5 separate regions of the Mus musculus genome follow, and regions 2, 3, 4 and 5 are each linked to region 1. The links are chromatin contacts, called in public Hi-C, HiCAR-type and HiChIP or PLAC-seq maps. All regions are on one chromosome and are shown on one strand. Each heading gives the region's core, a stretch centred on a gene start, on an enhancer-like site or on the middle of the called end of the contact. The rest is flanking DNA. Distances are from core to core; before and after follow the strand shown. Region 1 has its middle 23 kb from the start of Gm34916. Region 2 holds the start of Wdr27 (WD repeat domain 27). Region 3 overlaps Wdr27 (WD repeat domain 27). Region 4 overlaps Wdr27 (WD repeat domain 27). Region 5 overlaps Wdr27 (WD repeat domain 27).

The links. HiChIP or PLAC-seq counts read pairs in DNA pulled down with a chosen protein or histone mark. Hi-C and Micro-C count contacts between places; a contact is called where the count stands out from the background. HiCAR-type assays count read pairs that join an accessible place to other places.
Region 2: an H3K4me3 HiChIP or PLAC-seq map of stem cell-derived neural progenitor cells shows a contact between it and region 1, with 34 read pairs. The contact joins the promoter of Wdr27 here to the enhancer-like site in region 1. A contact is called at or near these places in 13 of 39 promoter capture datasets (the 3T3-L1 cell line, the HPC-7 cell line, cranial neural crest and 8 more), 1 of 15 datasets of contacts at CTCF or cohesin (large pre-B cells), 1 of 484 Hi-C or Micro-C datasets (muscle stem cells), 8 of 115 datasets of contacts at active chromatin or transcription factors (astrocytes, bone marrow-derived macrophages, embryonic stem cells and 2 more) and 1 of 9 other capture datasets (adipose tissue).
Region 3: a CTCF HiChIP or PLAC-seq map of the NIH/3T3 cell line shows a contact between it and region 1, with 17 read pairs. The contact joins two enhancer-like sites. A contact is called at or near these places in 3 of 15 datasets of contacts at CTCF or cohesin (the NIH/3T3 cell line, large pre-B cells and stem cell-derived epiblast-like cells), 6 of 484 Hi-C or Micro-C datasets (the HPC-7 cell line, cochlea, cranial neural crest and 2 more) and 6 of 115 datasets of contacts at active chromatin or transcription factors (the NIH/3T3 cell line, embryonic basal ganglia, embryonic stem cells and 1 more).
Region 4: a contact with region 1 is called in a HiCAR-type map of fibro-adipogenic progenitors, with 11 times the contacts expected there. The contact joins two enhancer-like sites. A contact is called at or near these places in 1 of 15 datasets of contacts at CTCF or cohesin (the NIH/3T3 cell line), 8 of 484 Hi-C or Micro-C datasets (the C2C12 cell line, LSK cells, cerebral cortex and 4 more) and 5 of 115 datasets of contacts at active chromatin or transcription factors (the NIH/3T3 cell line, fibro-adipogenic progenitors, forebrain and 2 more).
Region 5: a Hi-C map of muscle stem cells shows a contact between it and region 1, with 2.5 times the contacts expected there. The contact joins two enhancer-like sites. A contact is called at or near these places in 4 of 484 Hi-C or Micro-C datasets (epidermal suprabasal cells, muscle stem cells, neural progenitor cells and 1 more), 10 of 115 datasets of contacts at active chromatin or transcription factors (the NIH/3T3 cell line, embryonic stem cells, fibro-adipogenic progenitors and 2 more) and 1 of 9 other capture datasets (embryonic stem cells).

Annotation. Positions count from the first base shown.
Region 1 is chr17:14,543,695-14,547,940 of GRCm38.p6, forward strand. No RefSeq gene overlaps it. Among named protein-coding and RNA genes, the nearest start is that of Gm34916, 23 kb to the left of the region's middle. Within about 2 kb of position 2,362, at least 95 of the 459 cell types and tissues checked have an H3K27ac peak or open chromatin away from gene starts, as enhancers often do. A contact at or near this core is called in the C2C12 cell line, the NIH/3T3 cell line, adipose tissue and 7 more, where this site is marked.
Region 2 is chr17:14,940,641-14,944,886 of GRCm38.p6, forward strand. Wdr27 (WD repeat domain 27) reads right to left here and starts at 2,484. Exons shown (of 25, transcript NM_175173.3): 1 at 2,457-2,484. 1600012H06Rik (RIKEN cDNA 1600012H06 gene) reads left to right here and starts at 2,544. Exons shown (of 2, transcript NM_026451.2): 1 at 2,544-2,679; 2 at 2,927-4,246. The coding sequence starts at 2,973. The coding sequence ends at 3,530.
Region 3 is chr17:14,880,531-14,884,776 of GRCm38.p6, forward strand. It overlaps Wdr27 (WD repeat domain 27), which reads right to left. Exons shown (of 25, transcript NM_175173.3): 22 at 3,088-3,185. Among named protein-coding and RNA genes, the nearest start is that of Wdr27, 60 kb to the right of the region's middle. Within about 2 kb of position 2,026, at least 7 of the 459 cell types and tissues checked have an H3K27ac peak or open chromatin away from gene starts, as enhancers often do. A contact at or near this core is called in the NIH/3T3 cell line, where this site is marked.
Region 4 is chr17:14,844,680-14,848,925 of GRCm38.p6, forward strand. The region is part of intron 23 of Wdr27 (WD repeat domain 27); the gene reads right to left. Among named protein-coding and RNA genes, the nearest start is that of Gm23352, 55 kb to the left of the region's middle. Within about 2 kb of position 2,317, at least 26 of the 459 cell types and tissues checked have an H3K27ac peak or open chromatin away from gene starts, as enhancers often do. A contact at or near this core is called in the C2C12 cell line and fibro-adipogenic progenitors, where this site is marked.
Region 5 is chr17:14,823,421-14,827,666 of GRCm38.p6, forward strand. The region is part of intron 24 of Wdr27 (WD repeat domain 27); the gene reads right to left. Among named protein-coding and RNA genes, the nearest start is that of Gm23352, 34 kb to the left of the region's middle. Within about 2 kb of position 1,716, at least 36 of the 459 cell types and tissues checked have an H3K27ac peak or open chromatin away from gene starts, as enhancers often do. A contact at or near this core is called in muscle stem cells, neural progenitor cells and stem cell-derived neural stem cells, where this site is marked.

The DNA.
Region 1 (4,246 bases), core at 1,112-3,611:
TATAGTGACTATTTATTATATAGGTGATGTTTATTCTGTGTTTAAGTAATCCTAAAGAGAGGCAAAATACTAAGGAGCATATGAAGTACGTTTCTGGCATAATGGAATTAACTGAAAATAAAAAATCTACATATTTGGAGAACATATAAATAGGTGTTATTTAAACCGTAGTTTTAAAATAGCCCAGGGACTACAAAAGTAATTTTAAAATATTTGATAAATTAAAAATATTTTAGCTAAATAGAAATTGAGTGTTTAGGGGAAATTTTAGAATGTTAAACACTTAAATTGGAAAGTTAGAAACATCTCAAATCTGTAAGATTGCAAATATTTGTGCATATATGTTAAAAAAAACATACACAAATCAAAATAGTCCCATACTTAATAGTGAACATCAAAATTTAAAAAATTTTTAAAAATGTACTAGCACTTCAAAATATTTGAAGAGCTAAGGCACATGTATAATGTGAAGTACGCAAGATTCCTAAATAAAAACCATCAAATACTGATAAGGAAAAAAATGCCTGACTCTAAAGACACAGTGTTTTAAAGATGGCAGGGTTTTATCGTCTCAAACTCTGTGAAGGGAAGGTGTCCTTAGCCAAATTCCAGCAACTCTCCTCAGACACCAACAAACTGAATCTGAAATTCAGACCAAAAAGTAAAAAACATATGGAATCCACAACAATTCTGAGAGGGACTGTAGAGTGAGGAAAATAATGTCTTGAAACGAGGAATTTAACCAGTAAAATTATAGACCTCACAAGACCAGATTTTAATGCAAAGCTACACGATGATACAGTGTGGTGTTGTCACTGTGACAGGAACCATATGGTGTTGTCATGGAGACAAATACACTGTGATGTTCTCCTGATGATTGATGCAGTGTGGTGTTGCCATAGCAATAGGCAAATCAATAGGAAATGGTAGTATTCCAAACACAGAATCACATCTAGGTACAGAAAAGTGATTTTTACCAAAGGTGCATAGTCATTATAGTAAAGAAAAAGTATTTTCAGACAATGATGCTGGAGCAAGTGCATATTCATATGCCAAAAAAATAAAAAACAAGTCTATACCATGCACCATATGCAACGATTAATCCATATGTTATAGACCTGCCTGTGAAATGAGAAACTTTAAGCCTTCTACTAAAAACGTGAATCACAGCTGTGTAGACAGAATGAGGTATGTTACCAGATTCAGCAGGAAACTTATGATTCATGAAAGATGAAAATAATAAATTTGAGTTTAATAAAGCCAGAGACTTTGCATCACAGAAGATGCAGCTGGGAGAGTGCAAAGCTGAATACCGGACAAGGACAATCTGCAAATCCTGCATCACTGGATAGTGAAGTGGGTTTCTGAAGATTTCTACCCTTTACCTTCTTGCCTCTCTATGAGTGTTGTTACAACTCAATTAAAATAAAACTGTGCCTAGGGCTGTAGCTCAGTGCAAGAGCCCTTGGCTTGTGCACTGGAGATCCCTGCCTGCAACCCTCATTATAGTCAGGAAATAAAAGCAGAGAAGAAGCCATTGACAACACTTTATAGAGCTGTGGAGGTGGCTCAGGCGATATAGTGCTTTCTACATGACCCCGAGAACTGGAATTTAAATGCTCATGCCCAGAACTCATGTAAAGCCTGGTATAGTAGCACACATCCATAATTCTCATGCTCTTAGACCAGATTACGGTGGAGACAGGAGAATTCCTGGAAACTTACAAGGGAGCTGGTTGGCTGGAATTAATGGCAAACAAGAAGAGATACTGTCTCAGATAAGGTGGAAGTCAAAGATGGACTCTGATTTTCAAAAGTGTGCTGTGGAATGCACATGCATACAGTCCACAAACACAGAACTATGGTGAATTGCCATTCCATTATCACATGTGAAAGAATCCTGATCCCATAGGTGATACACACATTTTCCCACTGGAGAATGTTGGCACAATGACAGGATAGATTGATTCTCAGGGGCTCAGCCAAATGCTAAGAGCCTGTGTGCTTGCTGGAGCAGTGTGTGCTGTCTGCAAAAAAAAAAAAAAAAAAATTTTAACACCCAGAAATTCGTATACCTAAAGATGGATTGCAGAGGATAATGAGCATATCTAACGAACCGGCAATGACAAAACTCACATTTTAATCCAGAATCAGGAATCAGGAACTGGGACTCTGCAGCAAATTATGCAAGAGTGACCAGAGGGACTGCTAGGCTGGCCACTTGGTGGCGCCAGAGGGCCTCATACGAAACCCCACAGATCCGTTTTAGGTGAGGTCACTAATCACCTCGGAGCCAACCCCTCCACCCAGCGTGGGTGAGGAACTTCTGTATTCGGTATGGTTGTCGCACGAGATGAAGCAGGTTCATAACTCAGCTGTGACTCACTAGGAGAAATGAAGAAACGGGGACACTGGCCGATCCTCACCCTAACCTCAGAGTTCCCTTCTGGGCTTCTGCGTAATGAATTCTGACTGTCCTGGCCATTGTTCCACATTTCCCAGAATTGATTAGAACCTTTACTGGTCCACGACTTGAATGGCTAAGAAGGAAAATATGCAAACAAACATAATCACGCGGGTTTCAATGGGTGGGGACAAGCAGATGGCCCCAGCTCTGCTGGAGAGCTCTAGAAAATTTGGCTCCTACCCAGATACCCATTCAGTTCCTTGTTATGAAGACAGCCTGAGCTCCCTCGTGCCCGGCTCAGCCAGCATTTACTGTGCTTGGCAATGATCAAGGTGTGTGTCATCCTCAGAGTCTGCTTTCTGTGGCTGTACACTTCACTATCATGCAAGATCTTTATTTTCCCAATATCCAACCTTTCCTGACTCTGGAAGATCTACAGTCTTTAAAAGTTCTTGAGTGACAACTGGTCCTGGAGCTAGTAGGTACAAGCTGCCCCTTCTCTATTTCCGTTTTTCAGTATGCTTGTTATTGATATATAGAAAGGTTACTGTATTTGTGTTTGCATTAATTTTTGTCTTGCCACGTTGATGCACGTGTTTATAAGCTTTAAGGCAATTTTCTGTTTCATCTTTAGAATCGTGTGTGTGTGTGTGTGTGTGTGTGTGCGTGTGTGTGTGTGTGTGTGTGTGTGTGTGTGTTTGGTTTTGACATTAGGGAATCATGATCTCCTCCAAAGAGTTTGGCAGCATTCTTTCCCTTTCTATTTTGTTGGTATTTGTCATTCTTCAAAGATCTGCTAGAATTCGCTGATGAATACACTGGGTTCTTTTTAGTTGGGAGACATATTTATTATTATTATTATTATTATTATTATTATTATTATTAATTTCTGCTGCTGCTTCAATCATGTTGGTCTGTTTGGATCATTTATTTCTTTGTACTTTAACTTTCATAGGTCATATGAATCTAGAAAACTGTCTGTTCATTTCAGATTTTCCATGGCATGCCCTATATTTCTCTTTTCATCTCTAATTTTCTTGGTTTGGATCCTATCTTTTTCATTTGGTTAATAGCTAAGGGTTTGCCAGTCCTTTCCTCTCAGGACTTCTTTTATTGACACATAATTTTTGGAATGCTGAGTTTTCACTTTCATTCTATTCTAGGAACCTTTCTGCTTCCTCCTTGATTTCTTCGTGGCCTGGCTGTCATCCACAGTGGTTAGCTTCCATGTATTTGTGTGCTTCCAGTAGTCTCCCTTGCTGTGGCTACCCAGCCTTTTTATTTTGCTGTGATCAGATAGAATGCAGAAAGTGCTTTCAAATTTTATGTCCTAGCACGTAATCCATTTCTCAGAAAGCACCACAGGGATGTCTGTATGTTTTATAATGCCATTTAACTCTTTTTGTTTTGTCCAGATGACTTATTGAGAGTAGGGAGTTGAGGTCACTCACAATTACTTTATTGGGGTTAATCTGTGACTATACACTTAGCATTTGTTCTGACAAGCTGGAAGCTTTTCCACTGGGTGTGTATGTGTCTTAAACTATAAAATCTTGTGATGGATTTCCCATTAGTAAGTATGAAATGAACGTCCTTATCTCCCTCACTAGATTAGATCTGAAGTCTATTTCAACAGATGTTAACACAGAGACCCTGGCTTGTTTCCTAGTCTTGTCTATTGGCGGTAGAGCTCTCTATTCTTTACCCAAGTCTGTGTCTTTGCTAGTGAGGTGTGTTTCTCATGGGCAGCATAAAGATGGATCCTGATTTTTAATCCAAGCTTGTGATTTCTTTTAAGAGGGAAATGGAGACTATTAATATTCAAAGTTGTTATTAAGA
Region 2 (4,246 bases), core at 1,234-3,733, 400 kb after region 1:
ATGAAAGAGGTCTGGAGGCCTGCGAGCTGCCTGGGAGGAGAGGAGGGCCTGGTTGCCAACACAGGTTCTATGCAGAACCAAGAGACTGTTTAGCATACCAGGGCTATATAGTACAGCACTGAACTCACCCTCACAATGGGAATTAACTTTTAAATGACAAAAATACACAGAGAATTAACCATTTAATTAGTGAAGGTGCCACAGCAGTAATGCTGGGTCTTCCATCCTGACCCACTGTCTTACTGTGTTTCCTCAGAGATAACATGGAATAGCATATCCCAGACATCCTACACACAGGAACATCAGACAGATAATAAGACTACAGTGTGTGTGAGACAAGGGGAACAACTCAAGAAATGCATTGATGAGTGAAAGATAAAGGCACTCTGGTTCTAAAGCTAAGTCAGTAGAAAAGAGCAATCGTCTCGGATATACTAAGAGCTATCTATACACTACACACAAGTACACATGCGATTGCTCTAACTCAAGGAGCATCTCGGCTAAAACTAGTTCCTTCTATATGTGTATTCTTAAGAAATAAAATTGCTTCCTTCTGATTATACAATATGAAAAATGTTTCTCAGTAGCTACACAGGTAGAATCAGGTCACTTCATTCTTGCGTTTAGAAACCATAATAGGCAATTCAACAGCTGATGGGCTCCCACAGAAAATGGCAGCATCGTAAAAATACCCTTGAACCTTCACTTACATCAAAAGATAAAGTTCTCCACGTTATCTAGGAAAGGAATTGAGCTCCAATTCCAGTACCCTGAAGACCTAGACATTGAGGATAACACTAACAAATAGCTATAGCTAACAGAGTGACATAAAACAGCAAAATGACACTTAGGTTCTTAATAAGGTTTCAGGTTCTTTCCTAAATTATCAAATATGATGAAAGATCCTATCTTTATACTTAGGAGTTGGTTGGTTTTTTGTTGTTGTTGTTGTTGTTTGTTTGTTTGGTTTTTTTTTTTCTTGTAAGCTACGAAGTAACTGGTATCCTGCTTTTGTTGGCCTACTAATTTTGAACTTTTGGGCCATTATACTGCATGTATTACCTAATGCTCTTATTTAAATGTGTCTCCCACAAATATTCCATATTGAACTCTGTCTTCCAAGGTGATGATGGTCTTAAGGCTCAGAGGGACAATGGGAGGTAATCTCGGTCTTGAATGTGGAACCTCCTTGATGCGATTGGTGTTCTTGTAAAATGAGACAAAGAACTTCTTGCCTTTCCACCCATTTATAAACCAGGAAAAGTCTCCAGACATGAAATCTAGTCTTAAGAACTGTGTGCATGCTTTCTCCTCCAGCCAAGCAAGATGCCTAAAGGAAAGACAGCCAAGGGAAGAAGGTGACCCTGAGCATCGCCGGTGTCAAGGACCAGGAGGCCAAAAAAGTGGTCAATCCTTAGTTTGAGAAAAGGCCCACGAATTTCGCCATTTGGGAAGGACATCCAGCCCAAAAGAGATCTTACACGCTTCATCAAATGGCCCCGCTACATCATGCTGCAGCGGCAAAGAGCCATCCTCTACAAGCGGCTCAAAGTCCCTCCTGCCATTAACCAGTTCACCCAGGCCCTGGACAGGCAAACAGCTTGCCCACAAGTACAGGCCAGAGACAACGCAAAAGAAGCAAAGGCTACTGGCCCCTGCTGAGAAGAAAGCTGCTGGCAAAGGCGACGTCCCAACTAAGAGACCACCTGTCCATTGAGCAGGAGTCAATATAGTCACCACCTTGGTGGAGAACAAGAAGGCTCAGCTGGTGGTGATTGCCCATGATGTAGACCCCATTGAGCTGGTGGTTTTCCTGCTTGTCCTGCCCAGGTTGGGGCGCCTGGTCCACAGGAAGAAATGCACCACTGTTGCCTTCACATAGGTTAACCCGGAAGACAAGGGTGCTCTGGCTAAGCTGGTGGAAGCTATTAGGATCAATTGTAATCACAGATATAACGAGATCCGTCGCCACTGAGGAGGCAACGTGCTGGGCCCTAAGTCTGTGGCTCGCGTTGCCAAGCTGGAAAAAGCAAAGGCTAAAGAACTCGCCACTAAACTTGATTAAATGTACACTAAGTTTTCTAATTACTAAATTACTTCCCAAAAAAATGTGGGGGGTGGGGTGATGGCAATTGTGGGCTTGGGGGGGGGGGAGGAATCATTTCTTACTAGTAGTTCTCATGTTGAAATTTATATTTCCCTTCTGTCATGGTTTAAGACAAATCCAAAAGTGTCCCTCCCGGTGCTGCCCGCACTCAGGGGCTTGTGCTGCAGGGCTTAGGGAGGCCACTCACGCGCGGCTCTGGGGGCGCGGGAGGAGAAGGCTGGACCGGGCGCGGCTCGGCCCTCCGCCATCCGGGAGCAGGCTTCCCAGTCATCCCCTCAAGGGAGCTTGTCGCAAGCTGCAATCCCTGGCAGCCTCACCGACCGTCCAGCCCACTTTCCCCGGAACTCACCGACCACGCCAGCCGCGTCGCTATGGTTACGGGGGAAAGCTGCTCTATTCTCGCGAGAGCCTGGCGTTACCTCACTTCCGGTCCCTTAGGCCGGAGTTGGTTCCCAAAAGCCCTCGCTTCCGGAGTACCACACTTCCGGGCGCGGCCTCTTTTCCGCCAGCTGGGGCGAGTTCCAGGCTGAGCCCGGGTGCTGCGGGTGCTGCGTGGCCTGCGGGGCGTGGCGGTGAGTTCGGGGTTGGCGACCTCGCTATTCTCCAGACACCTGCGCCCCCAGGGGCCTGTCCTAAGGTCCCTCTTACCGCTTCCCTCTTCCCACCCGCCTCCTCTGCTCCTCCCTCTCTGCTGTTCCCTACTCTTTATCCCTTCTCTCCTTCCCCTTCCCCACCGTCGGTTCCCGGGACCCAGGTGCACGAATCTTGGTCTGCGTGGACGAGCACCTCGGGTCACGCCTGTCACCCGTACCTTCCCAGCACAGCGACTGCAGATGAGGGAGTCCCCGAGTTGAGTGCCCCAGCGATGGCTACTCCCTGGAGGCGCGCCCTGTTGATGATCCTGGCGTCCCAGGTGGTGACCCTGGTAAAATGTTTGGAAGACGACGACGTCCCGGAGGAGTGGCTCCTTCTGCACGTGGTCCAGGGCCAAATAGGAGCCGGGAATTACAGCTACTTGCGGTTGAACCATGAGGGTAAAATTATTCTCAGGATGCAGAGCCTGAGAGGGGATGCGGACCTGTACGTGTCGGACAGCACTCCGCACCCGAGCTTCGACGACTATGAGCTGCAGTCTGTCACTTGCGGCCAGGATGTGGTCTCTATACCGGCACACTTCCAGCGACCGGTCGGGATAGGAATTTATGGACACCCCTCTCACCATGAGAGCGACTTTGAGATGAGGGTATACTATGACAGAACTGTGGATCAGTACCCATTCGGAGAGGCTGCCTATTTCACTGACCCAACAGGAGCCAGTCAGCAGCAGGCTTACGCTCCAGAAGAGGCAGCCCAAGAGGAGGAATCAGTTCTCTGGACGATATTGATTAGCATTTTGAAACTGGTGCTTGAAATTCTCTTCTGATCCCTTGAATATGCTGGAGCACAAACCCTTATTTTCACAGAGCGATTACAGTTTGCTGCGAACCTAGCTACTTGACCTGGTGAAACTCTGGTTACTTTTTTCTAGACTAGGATGGAAAAATAAAGCCATACAGTTTTGTTACCTCAGTTTACTCCCCAAGCAGGAAAAGCAGCAAGCACAATATTTTAGAGATTAAAATTCCTATAAAAAGGAGTCTGCTCAATAAAATGTTTAAATGCATTTTGGTTAGTCAGGTGAGTAAGAAGATTACAGTAACAGGCTGTATAAATCAGATTAAACTTTACTGCTGGTGCAGAAGTTGATGACTGTAGAATTTATAGACATTTAAATGAAGTACAGCACTTCGAGTTTTAAAGTCTTTAACATTTTAAAGCCAGGTGGAAAATGCAGTGACAGGTTCGCTCTTCCCAGAGCCTCTGCACAGTAGGGGTATGGTACCTGATACCCAAGCAAGCTCTCCTGGCAGCAAGTATTGACAAACTGTTGCTGTGCTGGTGATTTAGAGTCCAAATCCTGTTGTACCAGATCTTGGGCCATTTGCCCTTTCCTCTGCTTAGCCAGATTGGAGCTTTCTGGTTATTAGGTAACTATGATACTACCTAATCAGGTCAAGACAGAGTCATAACAAGTGGTAACTTTGTTATATTCAAGAAGAAATACTTCAAATTAAGTTGCTACTACCTCTTTCTGCTGAT
Region 3 (4,246 bases), core at 776-3,275, 340 kb after region 1:
AGGCAGGAGGATTAACCTGAGCTATATAGCTAGGTCCTATTTTAAACAACCTCAAGGACGTCTCAGCATCCTCCAAACAGGAAGGTGCTGTGGGTTCTTCTCTTTAGATGTCTATGCTTCTTGAGGAGACTGAATCATTGTAGTTTTGGATACATCACAAACAGATGTGGTAAATGTTTAAATTGTTCAGTGAGGACAATTTACAAGTAAAAAGATATATACTTGCTTTACATTTATGTATTACTGAGTATCTGCTATATACCAGGTGAAAGAAATACAGAGTTGGGGCTGTATACAGAGATGGCTCAGCGGGTAAGAGCACCAACCGCTCTTCCGAAGGTCCTGAATTCAAATCCCAGCAACCACATGGTGGCTCACAACCATCTGTAATGAGATCTAATGCCCTCTTCTGGTGTGTCTGAAGACAGATACAGTGTAATTAGATATAATAATAAATCAAAAAAAAAAGAAAAGAAAGAAATACAGAGTTACTTTTTACTCTTTGGCCAATGCTCTTGTCCTTATTGAAAAAAAAAAAAAAGTCCATTCTTCTCACTTAAACCTCCAGTGATTCTTTTGTTAATCTTCAGGCACGGTTTTTGCATATGTTTTTTCATATAGAACATACAGATATACATAATAAAAGACTACAAATCCACTGATTTGAAGGTTGATTCTCAACCTTCCTAATGCTATGACCCTTTAATATGGTTCCTCATATTGTAGTGACCCCTTAACCACAAATTATTTTGTTACTACTTCATAACTGTAATTTTGCTAGTTATGAACTGTAACACAAATACCTGATATGCAAGATATCTTTCAGCCTACAGGTTTAGCATTGCTGCTCTAAATGCTGTCTGAAAAGCAGAACAATGACCATCACTCCATTCTAACGTGATAAAAGAACAACCAATGCGCTGGATCCCTTCCTTTCTGTGACAGTGGGATCCTGTGCTGCTTAACTGCCAAACACTCGTTTCTGTAAAAAGCCACAGCGCTAGGATATAAAACACCACATAGGAAGTCAACCAGGGACCGTCTCAGAAAAACACTTTTCTTTGCTTATGTTACTTGAATGCAAAGTGTCAATCACAAAGGGCTTGTAAGAAATGATGGTAACCTCAAACAAAAGTATAGTCAATGATGCATAAGTCTTCAAAGCTTCCTAGTAAAGTTTGCCATTGTTTTGAAACTAGTTTGGCTGTATTCCAGAGACACTAATGAATGGTGGATAAAGTGCCTTTACTTATGTTGTGTCTTTTCTAAGCTGTTCTTTTTTTTTTTTCTCCATGATTTCAGTGATCATTGATCTTAATTTGCATCTCCTCAAGAAGAAATGCACGTATCTTGCCATCCTGATGTTCTGTCCTGCTTGCTGACAGTAGTCTCTTTCTTCTCCCATGGGAGCCTGAGCATGTTTTGGAGACTATGTTAGGGGCTGGGTTAGAACCAGGAATGCTGGCACCTGCACTACCCTGCACCAGTACCTCATAAGCATCCCTCAGCTCAGACCCAGGTTCTTGCTTAGGTACCACCATCTTGGTGCCTCATGTGACCCTCAATATGGAACTTTATGAGGACACTTTATAGGAGACAAGTGACCATCAAGTGACCTTTCAGATAAAGCAATTTGAGGCACACAGTGGAGGAGGAGGGAGGGGCAGCATAGTTTCCAGCCAAGGAAACTATGAGAGGTCTCATGAGAGAGCTGGCCTCCTCTGTGGGCTTAGCCTCCAGCTATGTGGCAATGTGTTGCACAGTCCTGGGACACTCTAAGATCTCTGAGTTCCCAATCTGCAGGAGATATGGATCTGGCATAGAGGAAAGGTGGAGAGGAAGAGAGGCAACTACACAGGGAGAAGCATGCAGTTCTCTGAGACAGGGAATGCCTTGTTACACATGAGCTGCACTGAAGTGTAACACTTGATGCCATCACCTTGTCGCTCCTACACCACACATTACAGTCGTTCATGGAGCATGTACCCATGTCTGGGATGACTAATACATGGAGAAATGAGTGATACATGTGAGAGTGTATTGTGACTCAGTAAAAATGAGCCGTTCGCAATCACAGCTTACTATTATGGACTTCTAATGCTGGGTAACTGCCTTCAAATACTGTCAGACATGAAACAGATTTTTATCCCAGTACTCAATGGGGCTCAAGGTCTTTTTGATACCACCACCTAGAAACCCTACAGAGCAGGCACACATACATACATGTCTGTCCTCCGCACCACAAGCCATGAGCCTTCCACAAGGACTAAAAGCAACTCCACAAGGGTAAGAGCGGTTTGGATGCCCCTCAAAGCAGCGCACACACCTGCAAGGGGACAGAGAAACAGCTGGGCAGAAAGTGCTTGCTACAGCTTAAGACAAATTAAAAAATACCAACACATCTCCCTTTACAAAATCAACAAGCTACTATCTACAAAACCAAAGCTTTCTTGGATGTCTATGTATGTGCTGAGACTCAAACCCACAACTTTTTCCATCCTAGACACTCTACCACTGAACTACATCCTTGAAAAAAACTTCATATTGAGAATTATTAAATGGTATAGAGTTAAGGGATCTTTAAAATAATTTAAACTCTTTTTTTTTCAAAATTAATAAATTCCTACAGATGACAAAACTAAGGGTGAATTCACCTTTATGTAGGAGAAATGTTAAATAAGCATTTTCTGGATATTATAAATTTTTCAAACCGATTTTATAAAATCCCAAATGATATAGAGAAAGAGCCCACAGCTTTAGGGGAGGTGTAGGACTCTAATAAGAGGACTGAGTACCTCCAACTTAGCAAGTACCACATCCGGGTCTGGCATGGCTGTAGCTATAGTGTAATCGCCACCTCTCACATCTCTGACTCTCAGAAGCTGCATGTGGTGGCCCTCAGAGAACAGACTAGCACCCATGCTCCACCATCCCAAAGTGACTGCGTCAAATCTGTATAGGAGGCAGTCTTCTCCAGAGCTTAGAGACTAGTCACAGCCTTGTGTTCTCTGTAACAAGGGTCAGGTTGCATCCCCAGCTCAGCTCCAATTTCCCTCAGGGCAGTGCCGTGATGCAGGCTGGCCTTACCTCAAGTTCCTCAAGTCCCACAGTCGAATCCCATCACCAACAGCTGCCGTCAGGAAAAGATTATATGCCAGGGAATGCTGGGCTACAAAGGATGATCCCTGTAATCAGATAGGGAAAATCAAAAGGTAAGAGCTTTCTGAACATCTTACTTAATTTGGGAGGGGACGCACGCCACAGTGCATGTATAGTCATCCCTCTGATACCTGGCAGGAGTTGGTTCTCTTTCTCCACCATGCAGGGCCTTGGGATCAGACTCACATCTTCCTCAGGCTTAACCTCAAGCACCTTTACCTGGTAAGCCATCTCCCAGACCCTAAGATAAACTTGTAAAGACTACTGACACCTAACAATACTGGAATCTAAACCCAGAAGTCAACATAACCTTTCTTAAATTGATAGCTTTAGAGTAGGACTTAAACCTTCCATGTAGCCATGAATAGCACAACCACCTATGTAGATAACAGAGTGCACGTGCAACAAGGTTGATGTCAAGTATCTCAGCCTACGTAACTGTGCTCTGTGACTAATGATGTGATTCTCAGAATACAACCCCAGGCTGAACAACGCCAGCTAGCAGGGTAACTAAGCAAGAACACTCTAACCTTAATATCGACTGCGTGCTTACCACACTCAATGCCACTGAGAACCACAGAACTAGAAAACAGCAACAGATAAAAGACTAAGATATTTGCACACCATCATATTTACACACCAGTAAATTTGCACACCAGCATGTTTACACACCAGCATGTCTGTACACCAGCATGTTTTCTCACCAACATGTTTGCAAAACAGCACATATTGATCATAATCTTTATTCAATAAATTATCTGGATGCCACCCATGGCACGAAGAGCACTGAGCCACTTGCAGTTGTCATATGTCAAGAACACCGAGCTGCACCTTGGCAATCAAACACATGACTATGTACCACAGGACTCGGCAAGTCACTAGGAGTAAAGACTCAGCAAGTCTGGGCGTTGATATTTGATGACTCTGGTGGTCTCCCAGAAGAAAGATGGCTGTGTAAAACAACTGAGCACCACCAGAGAAGCCATTTAGCTCAAAACATTCTTCAAACACACTGTAATTCATAAGACTACTTGAAATACTATAACAAACTAAATATAAGATGGACCTAGAAGTCATTCTTCATTTA
Region 4 (4,246 bases), core at 1,067-3,566, 300 kb after region 1:
TGGAGACCACTACTGAAAACTACAACTGATGACAATGCACAGTTGTGGGCCCCATCAGTCCTGATGTCAATACCCCAGTCTAAGGCCCCAGGAACATTGTAGAAGATGGGTCAAAAAGACTGGAAGAGCCAGAGGGTGGGGAAGGTTGCTGTGAGACTGTGTCTCAATCAGAAGCTATGTCTATAAGGCCTTACCAACATAACTGTCTAAATCTGAGCTGAAAGATGGTGATGTCAATGGACATGCCAAACTAAGTGAAGAAAAGTCCATGAGGCCTCTCCCTACACAAACCCTATTCACTTCTACACAAACTTCAAGTAACCAACGAGAGCTGGGAGCAGGAGTGGTTGTCTTCCCCAGGGAGGAACACCCAGTGCTGATGGTCAGCTCTGAAAATATAAATACAAGTAGCATTACACAGAGTAAACAGGTTATGTTAAGGAACCGTGTAACAACAAAAAAAGAGTTCATTTGATATCCTGTAGAAATTGAGTAAAGCGTGAACCACATGGTCATCTCAACAGACAAAAACAATTACACAAAAATTAAACATTTTCATGATTACAAAAACACCAAACAGACTAGCAATAAGGGGGGCTTCCCTGCACACTATGGGGCCCAGCATGCAAACCCCACAACTGACATCATCCTTAATGACAAAGTCCTGGAAGTGTCTATTAAAATCAGGAACACAACAAAGATAGCTACTCTTTTTTTTTAATTAGGTATTTTCCTCATTTACATTTCCAATGCTATCCCAAAAGTCCCCCATACCCTCCCACCCACTCCCACTTTTTGGCCCTGGCATTCCCCTGTACTGGGGCATATAAAGTTTGCAAGTCCAATGGGCCTCTCTTTCCAGTGATGGCCGACTAGGCCATCTTTTGATACATATGCAGCTAGAGTCAAGAGCTCCGGGGTACTGGTTAGTTCATAATGTTGTTCCACCTATAGGGTTGCAGATCCCTTTAGCTCCTTGGGTACTTTCTCTAGCTCCTCAATTGGGGGCCCTGTGATCCATCCAATAGCTGACTGTGAGCAAGGGATAGCTACTCTTATACTAAGGGAAGTTAATAAAGAGAACTGCACTCACCTGGAGTGGGAAGACCTGAAACTGATCTTTCAGATGGTAGAGTCATATGCACATAAAGTAAGAAACAGTCAAAACCAATTATACCTAATAAGCAAGTCCAATTGGATCACAAAGATCAATATACAGAAACCAACTTCATTTCTATATGATTACACCCAAATGGTCATCCTAAAATTAACTTTAAAAATATTAGGTGGAAAACAAGAGAAATAAATGGTATTTGTAACTGAATCTTCTTTTTCTTCACCTGTGGATGTATATAAGTATAAACACATACAGACCTATATATGCTCAGAAAGAAATATGTGAGAGTTCTAGAGTGTCCATGCCTGTGAGCTGTCATGTTTTCCCTTGTGCTTGCTGTTTCCCTCCCTGTCCCTTTCTCTCATCTCACTGTCTCTGTCTCTCTCCTACCTCCCCCTGCACATCCCTTCCACGTATTTATTTTGTTGTGATGGGGTCAAACCCAGAGCCTCTCTGCCACTGAGTTTTTTAAATAGGATCTTACTAACTCAGGTTGGCTTCAACCACCTGAGCAGCTGGGATTACAGACCCGATGACCACACCTGGCTTGTTTACTCTATTTCCCGAAAGAATATGCACTATTTCTTTTTACAAATTGAAAAAAAAAATGAACAAAAAAGTCAAAAAGTTAAGAGGTACTGTCTCTGCAGTTATAAAACAGTAACTCCAACAATATATTTTCTGTCATTGCAGCTTACATTTTCACAAATAACTACATATTACATGCAATTTCTATTAAAGAAAGTCTGTTTTATCATAGCCAAACTATCAATTGAATCCTTCTCTTAATTGTTCTTGAGAACAATTAGCACAAAGATACCCACACTTGCACAAGTCTATACAATGAGTGGCTTATCTGTCAGACACTGTTATTGTATTGCCTCCCTTCAAAGTCTGTTGCTCTCTTTAATCTGCTTGTCCTTGAGTAAAACATACTTGCCATTCTTATAATTCACAAACTTCATTAGCAAAGTTCAATAATAGAACCAGCTGTGTAACTGGAATCCTATGTGCTGAGAAGAACAAAACTGCTGCAGCTTATTTGAGATACATTTTTAAGTTGGATTTATAAATCACTTACAAAGAAATTGAGCAGAACTAAAATTATGGTCCAACTGTCACATTCCTACAGTGTGACCACAGTGTGCTCAGGGCTGGAGGCCACAGCAATGAGTGTTTGCAGACCTGAAAGCTTTGCCAGACCATCAGGGACAAATATCCTCGCCAGCCAGATATTAGATCAACAACCATTAAACATAATCTGAACCATCTTCCATGGCCAAGGCTCAAGAGCTGAAATCCAAACAGTCGCCCTGCTGCTGAGTGTCCACGTGCTGCATGAGCCCCTAGAGACCTCGAGGAGAAATGCCATGCAGAGGACAGAGCCAGTGACTGACACTAGAGATGTGCCCAGCTTTCATCCCTCCTTCTCACGTACCTTGGAAATCTTTGTTCAGAAAGAGCCTCTCCATTGTCCCCTACTGCTCTGCACCTCTACCCGTCACACTGTGGATTTACAGAGGACACTTGGGACCTGGTCTGTACACAATCTGACTCACGGCTCCCTGGATCACTCATATTGCATAGCTGGCTCCACCGTGTGCAAGACTGCTAGGGTTTGTTGCTGGGCCAATGGCATTGCTCTCAGATGGGAGGGCAGATTTCTGGGGACCTTTTCATTCCCTTCCTCCTTCCTTCCCTTTCTCTTCCCAGGGCAGTCCACCTCTCTGCTCTGTGCAGCAAATTTAGAAAAAGAAATGCTTCTGGCATGAGATCTTCCATGTCATAGGAGTAAATTATATGATTAAAAAATTACATCTTGGGGCTGGTGAGATGGCTCAGCAGGTAAGAGCACCCTACTGCTCTTCCGAAGGTCCTGAGTTCAAATCCCAGCAACCACATGGTGGCTCACAACCATCCCTAACGAGATCTGACTCCCTCTTCTGGTGTGTCTGAAGACAGCTACAGTGTACTTATGTATAATAAATAAATAAATCTTTAAAAAAAAAATTACATCTTTAAACAATATTACTTGTTTCTTTAAGGAGCACATGACTGCACTCACCCACTTATACACACACTCATTGCTGAGGTCAGCAGTTTTTTTATACCCAGTCTGCCTCTGCCACAGCACGCAGTAGGTCCATCCTCCATCCTTACTTATCATATCTGCCCATATGTTGATTGTCTGCTTCACACTAAGCTCCATGAAAGCTCACATCCCACTGTCTTCTTAGCTCTGGTTTTCAACAGTTAAATGAGCTGTCTCTGTTTTGCACCTTATGTGACTTCCTCGTTTATGATCTTCTGTGTCCTGTATAGCTTTTGACTTTCTGTTTTCTGGGCTGGCTCTCCTCTCAGCCTCCATTGGTGTTTGAGAAGGCTGGAAAGAAGTTCTGTGGAATCAGGGACAACACTGGAGCTTCATCTTTTCCTACTGTAGTCCCCCATGATAATTCTTTCTCTACCCTGGGGTTCATCGTCTGCGGTATGGGCCCACCGTGAGCACAGCCTGTTGCCAAGGATGTGCTGCAAGCACTGAAGACAAAAGAAGGACCTTTCACACCAACAGCTTCCTTCCAGAAAGCAGAAATTCCCACACTGTAAAGCAAGACTCACACGCTGGATTTTGCTTTTGGGCTATCGTCTAGAGTTGACATCAGATGAGCTGACAAGAAATGACAACAGGTCCACATGGCATCAAGGACTGTTTTGCACATAACATGTTCCTCTCTGCAGCTGTGTGTCTGGACAGAGCATGCATGACCTGTAATGATTGATCTTAACATTGGTATGCAGATCCGGATTGCAAACCATTTTTCTTTCCTATGAAAATGGTTAATAAGATTTCTTTAGTCTTAAGAAAACTAAACTATGTCATCTTTATTTAAAGTTAGAACATAAAAAAAATCAAATATGAGTTATACACTTTTAATTTTAATGAAAGTGAAAATTTCTAAATAACTGTTTAAATCATATAAAATTCATTTTAAATCACTTTATCTATTGAAAATTTATGCTTTGATAAAAATGTTTTCAATGTTTTGTTTTATATAATCACCCTTTATTTGTTAATGCTCTGGGTGAGTGATAATGAAGAGAAGATGAAACCTGATGGGAAAAAGAACA
Region 5 (4,246 bases), core at 466-2,965, 280 kb after region 1:
CTGAGCCTGGCTCTTGCTGGGGTTGGAGCTGCAATGAGTGAGTCTCACAATGAAACAAACGTGCTTAGCAGATGCCTAAATGCACAGCAAACCTCATAGGCTGCCAGCCTCAGCATCCACCACCTGTCTTCCTGTAGCCACCTCAGACTCATGCATCAATTACTGGGGCGATCTGTGGTGGCCTGCATAACAATGCCCCCTACAGGGTCATATAGGTCTGAATGTTTAGACACCAGGAAGTAGCAATGTTTGAAAAGATTAGAAGGTTAGACCGGTTGGCCTTGTTGGAGGAGCTGTCTCACTGGGAGTGAACTTTGAGGTTTCAAAAACTCACACTAGGCTCAGTCTCTGTCCCTCTGCTTGCCCATCAGGAAGTAACACACGTAGCTTCTGCTCCATCCCCTACTGGATGCTGCTATGCTCCCCACCACCATGGTAATGGACTCACCTCTGAAACTATAAGCCAGCTCTAATTAAATGCTTTCTAAGAGTTGGATTAGGGGGCCGGAGAGATTGATCAGTGGTTAAGAGCACTGACTGCTCTTCCAGAGGTCCTGAGTTCAATTCCCAGCAACCACATGGTAGTGGTAGTCCACAACAATCTGTAATGGGATCTGATGCCCTCCTCTGGTGTGTCTGAAGACAGCTACAGTGTACTCAAATACATAAAATAAGTGAATCCTTAAAAAAAAAAAAAAAAAAAAAAAGTTAAATGAGAGCCAGGCAGTTGTGGCACACACCTTTAATCTCAGTACTCAGGAGGCAGAGGCAGGTGGATTTTTGTGAGTTCCAGGGTAGCAAAGGCTATATAGAGAAACTATTTTAAAAAGAAAAAAAAAAAAAGAGTAAAAGAGTTGGCTTGGTCTTGGTGTCTCTTCACAGCAACTCAACAGTAACTAAGACAGACTCCTTTAAGACTACCCCAGGTCTTGCTTTCAGAGCATATCTTTGTGTAAGTAGAAGTGTTATTAAGGGCATTGGCATTGAAGACTCCTGTATTACAGATCTCAGAGCATCCACGCTATGAACTACAGATGCAGCACTCAGGCTACAGGCCCACTTGTGGCCACCCATCCCCAGACAGCATAGGTCCCCAAGCCTGCTTTGTGGCCTTCCCTGTTAAGCAGTGATCATGAGTCTGAGCCTTTCTGAAGGGTAACTCTGGGGCCCCACTCCTGAAGGCTAATTCTGGTCTGGCACTAGCAAATAGACCATAAACCGAAACTTCAGTTTCTATAGCTATGAAATAGGATTAACAATTGATAAGTTAGGGTTTGGGGAGGACTGAATGGTAGCAAGTATGTAATGCATTGCAAATGGAAAATAAAAACAAGAGCAGTCATTGCCATAGAACACTCCCATTGGCCTAGTCTGGAACTCAGGGGTGACAATGAATTGTGAAATATGTGAAGAGGCTTTGGGTCAGTGAGAGCACCTGCCTGCTTCTGGGTGTCCCCTCACTCCAGGGGTCTGGAAGCTGCTGCACCAGGTGGTCCCATGGAATCTGGCAGCTGAAGATGATGGCTAGAGCCCAGGCCCTATTCTTTTGGCTGGAAGCAAGGAAGCGCTCAGCAGGTGGGCAGTAACCCAGCTTCACGGGGACTTCTGGGGGAACTGGATGAAACAGACAAGAGCTCTGACCTTTCCCTGTGCATGAAGAGGCACTGTGGGGAACACAGCTTGAGCTCCAGCTGGCACGAGCCAGGCCAGCACAGAGCTGGGGGGTATTGGGAGTCATGGCCTTGGGCACCTTTCCAGGGTTCACAGGCTTGTGGGAAGCAGAGAAAAGCCTGTCACAAACTGAGAGAGAACTTCTGGGCACTGTGAACAAATCACTCAGAGTTGCCTGGATGGACAGTACGGCATTCTTTGCAGGGGCGTGTGGGGTATCCCCCTGGGAAGTGGACTGGTTTCTTAACTTCATCTTGATAGTTGTGTGATCTCCTGGGCCAGCTGGCAGGATATATACAGTGGAAAAACAACACAGACACCTTGTCTTCAACAAGGTGTAAGGCAACCCCTGACTGACAGTCAAGGTTCTCATATGATGTCCACACTCACTGTGCTACCAACACACCCAGGGATGATCACACACATGAATACACATACATACACACACACATACACACACACACTTGTACAAACATAAATTGTGGCAAACTTGTTTTGATTACGTAAGATACTACAATATTATAAAATAAAAATACTATTTTGTCCTCAGATATAAATATTGCTTTAAATACCTTCAAAAACAATAGTGTGATATAAAATTCCACTAGAAACAGACATGTAGCTGATTAAAATCCAAAAGAGCAAGAGAAAGAAGAGACAGATGGGAACATATCAAGGAAACGCTACTTCAGAGCGTCTGATCCAAGATATAGCAGCACTAAATAAAGGCTCTGCTACCGTATGCCATAGGAAAATTTCAAAATAGCATTAATTCAAATACTAATTATTTTATATTCGCACTAAAAACTTTTCTGAATAGGAAATCACAGTTACCCTCAAGATACTTCAGTGAGAAGAAGCAAGGGTATCCCTAGGCATGGTTTGACGGTAACGAACAAGGTAATTCTCATGTTCAGGTAATATACAGACAGTACCATTCAGACTGAATCGATGGTAACTATAACATGAAAAATCAGGAGGAGTTTTCAAAAAGAAAAATGCTATTATTATAAACATTTGCAGGCATTAAAGAGTCAGAGCACCCCCATGTCACTGTGGTGTGATGTGATGTGTGCTTACAGCTAAGGTTAGGTGTTTAAAAGCTGGCATGTGGCAATGTAGGAACTGCGCTCATAGAATCTGAACCAATCCACAGAAATAGCTTAGGTGGCAGACTGAGAGCTCCATAGAGGGTGACACAGACTAAAACTAGGGCTGGTCCTCAGGAAGACAAACAGGAACAGCTCAGAGACAAGGTTAGGGAGGCTCTGAGGTGCAGTTATCACTGGATGAAGGAGCTGGCTAGAGGCGACAGGTGATGGGCACAGCTTAGAGTGCTCATTTGAAATGTCACAAGAATCCAGCACTGGGACTCTGATGTGTGGCAAGGGAAATGGGATGAGCATCAATTTTGACCTCACAGGTGCAGTGTCCTTGAAGGCATCCCTGGGTGCCTGCTACGAACAGTACCACTGATTTTTCTGCAGCCACTGGAGAGCAACCAGTGTAAGCATGGGCCAACCCTAGCCTAGCAGTTCAGCCAGACTGAAAGCTTACAGGGGAGACTGCAGAGAAGCCAGGACATAACAGGACTGCCCCACAACCAGGCCATGGTAGAGTTTATTTAGGGTAGATGAGGGAATGGGGCCGTTCTTTAGTGGCAATCAGAAAAGTTCTAGATGCCTTCCTTCAAACATCTTCTTTTCCTATTTTCTTATCAATTCACAACCCATATATCATCCCTTCTAGAAACGCCACTTATTTCCTGTTTCCAGTCATACTTGTTGCTTAACACAAAGGATAATATATTCAAAGGTTCTGGACACACTCCAGGGAGTTTCCGAGAAAGCTCACATTTGCATTTGTTGAGGCAAAAGAGGAAGCCTGCAAAAAATAGTCTTTTCTTAAATGCAACCCAGTAAGTGGCCAATCAGAAACTGTTGAAACAATGGTCTCTCGGTCACACAGGGTCAGCAACAAAGGTGTTCACCCTGGGGTCTAATCCTCTGGCGGTCTTACTTGGAGTTATTACTGCTGTGATCACACACCATGACCAAAAGCACTTTGGAGAGAAAGGGGTTGATTTTGTTCACAGCTCATTATCACAAGCAGGGAGGGCACAAACCTACTCGGAGCAGGAACCTGGAGACAGGAGCTGATGCAGAAGCCACAGAGGGGTGCTGCTCACTGGCTTGCTCATCATAGCTTTGCTTGGCCTACATTCTTATAGAACCCAGGACCACCAGCTCAAGGGTGGGCACCAAGTGCAACGGGCTGGGTCCTTCCCTATCAGTCACTAATTAAGAAGATGCCTTATGGTTGGACATTATGAAGGCATTTTCCTAGTTGAGGTTTCCTCCTTTTGGGTAACTCTAGCTTGTGTCAAGTAACCAATGAGTTAGCCCTGTCTCCTAACGGTTCCCCCATTTCTCCCAATAGTGCATCCATCTGGGAACAAGTATAAAAAAACACTATCTTACAGAGATACTTCAGATTCAAGCCATAAAAATACTAACATAAAACTTACGATATTTGAGCAAAAAGAACTAGGTAGCCATTACCTACTTCAAAGTTG